Linked DNA regions of Mus musculus: region 2 is linked to region 1. The links are chromatin contacts, called in public HiChIP or PLAC-seq maps. All regions are on one chromosome and are shown on one strand. Each heading gives the region's core, a stretch centred on a gene start, on an enhancer-like site or on the middle of the called end of the contact. The rest is flanking DNA. Distances are from core to core; before and after follow the strand shown. Region 1 overlaps Prkce (protein kinase C, epsilon). Region 2 overlaps Mcfd2 (multiple coagulation factor deficiency 2).

The links. HiChIP or PLAC-seq counts read pairs in DNA pulled down with a chosen protein or histone mark.
Region 2: a contact with region 1 is called in an H3K27ac HiChIP or PLAC-seq map of acute myeloid leukemia, with 5 times the contacts expected there. The contact joins two enhancer-like sites. A contact is called at or near these places in 3 of 39 promoter capture datasets (the 3T3-L1 cell line, embryonic stem cells and liver), 2 of 484 Hi-C or Micro-C datasets (the HPC-7 cell line and palatal mesenchyme) and 1 of 115 datasets of contacts at active chromatin or transcription factors (acute myeloid leukemia).

What each region holds. Positions count from the first base shown.
Region 1 is chr17:86,186,345-86,189,322 of GRCm38.p6, forward strand. The region is part of intron 1 of Prkce (protein kinase C, epsilon); the gene reads left to right. Among named protein-coding and RNA genes, the nearest start is that of Prkce, 20 kb to the left of the region's middle. Within about 2 kb of position 1,612, at least 85 of the 459 cell types and tissues checked have an H3K27ac peak or open chromatin away from gene starts, as enhancers often do. A contact at or near this core is called in the HPC-7 cell line and acute myeloid leukemia, where this site is marked.
Region 2 is chr17:87,254,432-87,257,131 of GRCm38.p6, forward strand. It overlaps Mcfd2 (multiple coagulation factor deficiency 2), which reads right to left. Exons shown (of 4, transcript NM_139295.3): 4 at 12-1,626. The coding sequence ends at 1,495. Among named protein-coding and RNA genes, the nearest start is that of Mcfd2, 10 kb to the right of the region's middle. Within about 2 kb of position 1,375, at least 59 of the 459 cell types and tissues checked have an H3K27ac peak or open chromatin away from gene starts, as enhancers often do. A contact at or near this core is called in the HPC-7 cell line and acute myeloid leukemia, where this site is marked.

The DNA of each region.
Region 1 (2,978 bases), core at 362-2,861:
ATAGTTTATTTATACCTTTTCAAATTTAATCTTCCCTTTCTCTCTCTCTCTCTCTCTCTCTCTCTCTCTCTCTCTCTCTCTCTCTCTCCCTCTCTCTCTCTCTTTATTTTCTTGCTATCATTCTTTCCTGGAGATTGAACTCAGTCACTTAGAGACATTCAAGGTCTATTTAAAATAAATCTGACATGGCAATTTTAAATTTGAAGATAGAATGTTTCTAGGATAGTTACTCACAAGTACTGATATGCTGATCATATCATCATGCCTTGTGTGCAGATAAGTATTAGTTTCTGAAACCTGGGGGGGTGTTTTTGTTTTGGTTTGTTTTTGCATGTATATGTGTGTATATATTCACATGTGTGGGTGTGTATGAGGGGTCTATGTATATATGTGTGTAAATGCTTGTGGAGACCAGAGATGAATGGCAGGTGTCTTCCTTGGTCTTTCTTCACCTTCTATGCTGAAGAAGTGTCTCACTCGAACAGACTTTACCTACTTAGCTGGTCCCACCTTGTTCTGGGAAATCCTTTCTTTCTGCCTCCTAGATGCTGGGATTATAGGCAGCCACCATATCTGCCCAACAGTCACATGCACTCTGGGGATCCAAACTCTGGTGCTTACAGTCACACATGTGCTCTACCAAGCAAGGTATCTCCTTCGCTTACGTTCCAGTGTTTGTTTAAGTAATTATAGTAATATCTTTATTCTTAAGTTCCAACTTAGGGGTGTGTGTCTGTGGGGGGAGACAGATAGTGTACGAGAAGGGCTTCTCACCCCGACTGCTTTAAGGTGAATGAGATGGAGGTGAACAGATAAAAAAAGGGGGTTCCCTGCTCTTGGTGCCTCACACTTTCCATCTCAAACAGCTCCCTAAAGGCTGATATGTTAGGATTGTCCAGAGCGAGACAGGGAAAGGCTTCCCAGAGCGGTTGACATTGGCCTTGGTCCAAAAGATCAGGGAGGAAGGGTCAGATCTACATGCCTAGAACATGCTTCTTTGCCTGCCTGCCTGCTCTTCAGTATCGGCTCTGTAACAGCCACGGATGCAGACGTGCCCCTGTGAACTGAAACCTTCTCTTTTCCCAGAGCCCTCATCTCTGGAAGTCCTTGCAAGTGGCATTCAACATCAGATAGCGGTGCCTCCGGGTTCCCTGTGGAGCCAGGGCATCCAGGGCTAGAGGTCAGTGCTCCTGCCCTGTTGGTGTGTGGTGGGTTTCCCCAGTGTTGACTGCATTCCAGCCTGCCCATGACAGTCTTGCCTTTTTTGATGGTTGTAGACTTCGGAGGATGTGGTGTTCTGGCTTCATCCGCCATGAGGCTATATAATGTTCATGCGTTTGCAAAATTATCTGCATTTTCTCTTATTTTCCCCTTCAAACTAGAATGGTAGTCTGTCTTAGTCACTGTTCTATTGCTGTGAAGAGACACCACGATCATGGCAAACCTTATAAAGGGGAGTATTTAATTGGGTCCTTGCTTATAACGTCAGAGACTTAGTCCATTGTCATCATGGCAAGGAAGCATGGCAGCAGGCAGGCCTAGTGCTAGAGAAGTAGCTAAGAGCTACATTGCTATCCATAGGCCAAGAGAAAGAGAAACACTGTTGAGAAAGTGAAAGTGTTAGCATTGAAAACCTCAAAGCCAATCTCCAGTGACATACTTCCTACAACAAGGCCACACCTCCTTATCCTTCTAAACATGTCAAAGAATAACACTCACTGGTGACTAAGCATTCAAATATATGGGCCATTCTTCCTCATACCACCACAGTAGTAAATATACCTTCCTGTGTTGAGAACAAGAGCCAGGGAAGGTATTTGATGACTTGGTGGCTAAGGTAGATGGATGACTAGCACGCAGATGTTTCAGGTTTAAGAATACTAATATCTAGTTGATAGGAACTATTAATTACACATAGACAGACAACCAGGACCTAGCTCCAAAGCTATTGATGACAGAACTATTGTGTGTGGATTATCATTCTTCAGTTACACATCCAAGCTCTATTCGAAAGGCAATCCAGTGGTCAGAAAACCATCTTTTCTCCTCCTGTCCCTTTTCCTTCTTTGTCTTCCCCATTTATCTCTCTTATGGATGATCAAGTATGGAAAATGCCTGTGCATTGTTACTTCTAACTGAAAGACTGAAAGGATACACTGTCAAAAATCAGATATTCATTAACTACTCATTTATAAATGAAACAAATAGCTCAGAAGTTATTTGATCAAAGTAAAAAAATATTCTGTAGATACATTATTAAAATTTAATAACAAATCCCAATGCAGGGTTGCTACCCGCCTCAATGGTTTATGTTCCTGAATGAAACACACACACAACCTTTATATTTAAATATGCCTTAAGCAGCACAATATCTGGGTGACTCCCTAGCATCCTTGCTGCTAGCTAGAATCTACCTCCCACCGATAATTCTGAGTTACTTCTTACTAACCATCTTGGCTTCTCTAGACCCAACTGTGCAGCCCTCTGGGCTATGTCCTCTCAAACCCTTTACATGGCAGCTCTGGTTCTCTCTCCTGTCCACACCTCAGGCATGGTGTCCCCCCTTCTCCTTCCTATCTGTCCCAAACCTAGAACTAACTCTCTTTCTCTCTCTCTCTCTTCCCCCAGCGATTAGATGTTGGCATCTCTACTGGCTAGTTTTGTGTCAACTTGACACAGCTGGAGTTATCACAGAAAAAGGAGCTTCAGTTGAGGAAATGCCTCCATGAGATCCAGCTGTAAGGCATTTTCTCAATTAGTGATCAAGGGGGAAAGGCCCCTTGTGGGTGGGACCATCTCTGGGCTGGTAATCTTGGTTCTATAAGAGAGCAGGCTGAGCAAGCCAGGGGAAGCAAGCCAGTAAGGAACATCCCTCCATGGCCTCTGCATCAGCTCCTGCTTCCTGACCTGCTTGAGTTCCAGTCCTGACTTCCTTGGTGATGAACAGCAGTATGGAAGTGTAAGCCGAATAAACCCTT
Region 2 (2,700 bases), core at 125-2,624, 1.1 Mb after region 1:
AGCCGGAGAAGGAAGATTCAAAAGCGAGTTCATTCGGAAGGATACAAACCACGCTAAAAAGGAAAGAGAAGCTGAACACAGAATCCCCTGTGCAAGACAGAACGGCCCAGGGCCTGGTGAGCTACCTCACAGCTTCTGGGAGGAAGGCAGGTGTGAATGCTGGCACTGATCCAGCCTCCATGCGGCAGGAGGCTTCATGGGGGACAGAGTCAACGTCAACAGCTGCTTGCTTTTTCATCCATTTTATTGTCAGATAGCCAGAGTTCATTATATAAATCTTTCAAAATAATGAGATATTACAAGAATAGCTTACATGTCAGCTCTGATTTCACAAATACTTGACACAGAAAACTGTCTTACAAGAATACTTTAATAAAGAAAAATAAGTCTCTATTCACCTTAGAGCAGATTTGGCTCCATTTCTTTCCTGATCCTGCTATCATTCTGGATTCTCTTACGGAATGTCTACAACATCTCACAGAGCAAGTACAACCTGTGGCAGCTTCTCTTTCAGCTACTACTGAGGTTCACAACGCTAAAGGGCTTTAGGCTTTCTTTTCTGATCTTCCCTGAAATTAAAAGAATTCTTTTATTCTTTTATTCTTTGTATTCAGGCTCGAAGAGGTAATTTTAAAAACATTCCTTCCAACTTCGATGAGGTTAGCCACTGCTCTTAGTGACTGATGGTCTCAGGCCTCGCTCAGGCTAGACCAGCTGACAGTTTAACCTGAGATACCAAGTTAACAGTTCACAAGCCATGAAGGGAGCCCTGGGAGCAAGGATACAATACAGGGGTCAGGAAAGCTCAGACAGTGGAAAGTGATTAGAGAACACACCCCAATTCAAGGTTTCCCTCCTGGTCAAATGATACAACACAGGGTATGGCAGTAGTTGTGGAAGATACTGAAGATCTGGAAAAGGCTAATTATTCAGGCCAGTGGTGCTTCATTTCCAAAAGGCCAGTGGGCAAGGAATCCTAGACTCTGCATCTGGGTGGCCTCAGTGGGCGACATTCCTCTTCTGCTGTGGCTTTAATATATGATGCTGTATGCCTGGGGAACAGAATACTGACCACATCTGCCTAAAGACAGGACCAACCAGGGCAAGCGTGTGGCTTTCACACTCTCCCTCCACTGTTTCTCAAGTGTGTCCACTTGGCCAAGCAGCCTGTCTTTACTTTAGGTAGCATGGATTAACATCAAGAAGTCAGAGTGGCATTCTACAGTCGGATTCCTGAGAACTCGGGATACCCACCGCCCTTCCGAAGATCCGCATCCAGCTCTTGCCCAACAAGCTTAAACACACCTCTAGGGACTGAGGCCTGTCCCACTTCTCTCCACAGTCATGTGGCTTCTTCCTCACCCCACTCTTACAGACTGCCACAGGCTCTTACCAAAGTGCTGAGCAGTAGACGGAAATAAGTTGTTTCGCATTACCAGACACATCCATCACATTAGCAAGGGTCACATGTGCACAAAGGAAAGAGCCAACGGTCTACTGCAGTGACTTTGCAAACTCAGCGTAGTCGATGTAGCCGTCGTTGTTCTTGTCATCGTCCCTCAGGACACCATCTATGATGCTGACGAGCTCATCCTCGCTCATGACTGGCGCCTGCTCACTCCCCTCCTACCGAGAGGTACACAAGACGGTGAGGGGCAGAATTACGGAGGGCATTAGCAAACGCCTACAAGGGTCACTTATCTAGGAGCCCTCGAGGGAGAATGTGCCACTTCTAGGAATCCAGACTCAGGCCAGGCAGGGTCAATTTATAAAACTCCAAGTGAGAAACTACATATGCCAGCTACAGAAAGATGGGATAAAAACAGGTCCTGGCTTTTTATCACTGTTGATATAGTAACAAGGTAATGTACAGACACTGCAGACAGCTGGGTCTGGATTACAAAGAACCGCTTGTCAGAGTCTGTGACTTCTACACCCATCCTAAGGCAAGAGCTCACTGCCTGATTCCTCCACAGGGTCAGCCTACTGCACAATTTGCCTAAGAAAATGGGAACAGTGACAATGAACACCTCAAGGTCAAAACAAGAGGAAGAAAACACTGCAAAACACTGCTGAAGAGAAAGCAGCGCCCTGTTCTAGAGGCTGCTGACAGAGGGCTGTGCCTGCGACAAAGCTCTGGCCATTCTCGTGGAGACCACCTTGGTCCATCTCCCACACCAATGTCATGGCCACACTGCCACTCCCGTGCCAGGACTGCTGGATCCTGACTCCTCTGACAGTAGTGTCACCTCCACACAGAATCCACTGCAGTGAAAGCTTGCTGGGCTCCCTACTGCCTCTCATCTCTCACCCCCTCCCCGCCTCCATCAAGCAGAGTAAGTGTCTCCCCTATTGATGCAGGCAGGCAGGGAGCCTGACATGACCATGCCTTGGGACAGCAGGAAGTACCTCACAGTATGACACAACCCCCACCTACTTCCAAAGCTCTGCCCCTTGGTCCCGGTGTCACCCTTCTTCTCAGATGAAATGACCGCTTTCCTGTGCCCTACACTGTGGTTTTTTGGCCGGACCCTCAAACTCCAGCTGTAGTGAAAATGTCAACATTTTAGCTTGGGCCAACCAGGCTTAGCCTCTCTGGGGTGAGGGTGGGATACAGAAACCGGATAATGCTCTGCTGAGGCAGGAACACAGCACAGGTCACCAGCGTGGGCACTGTCTACTCAGATGCCCAACCCTGCC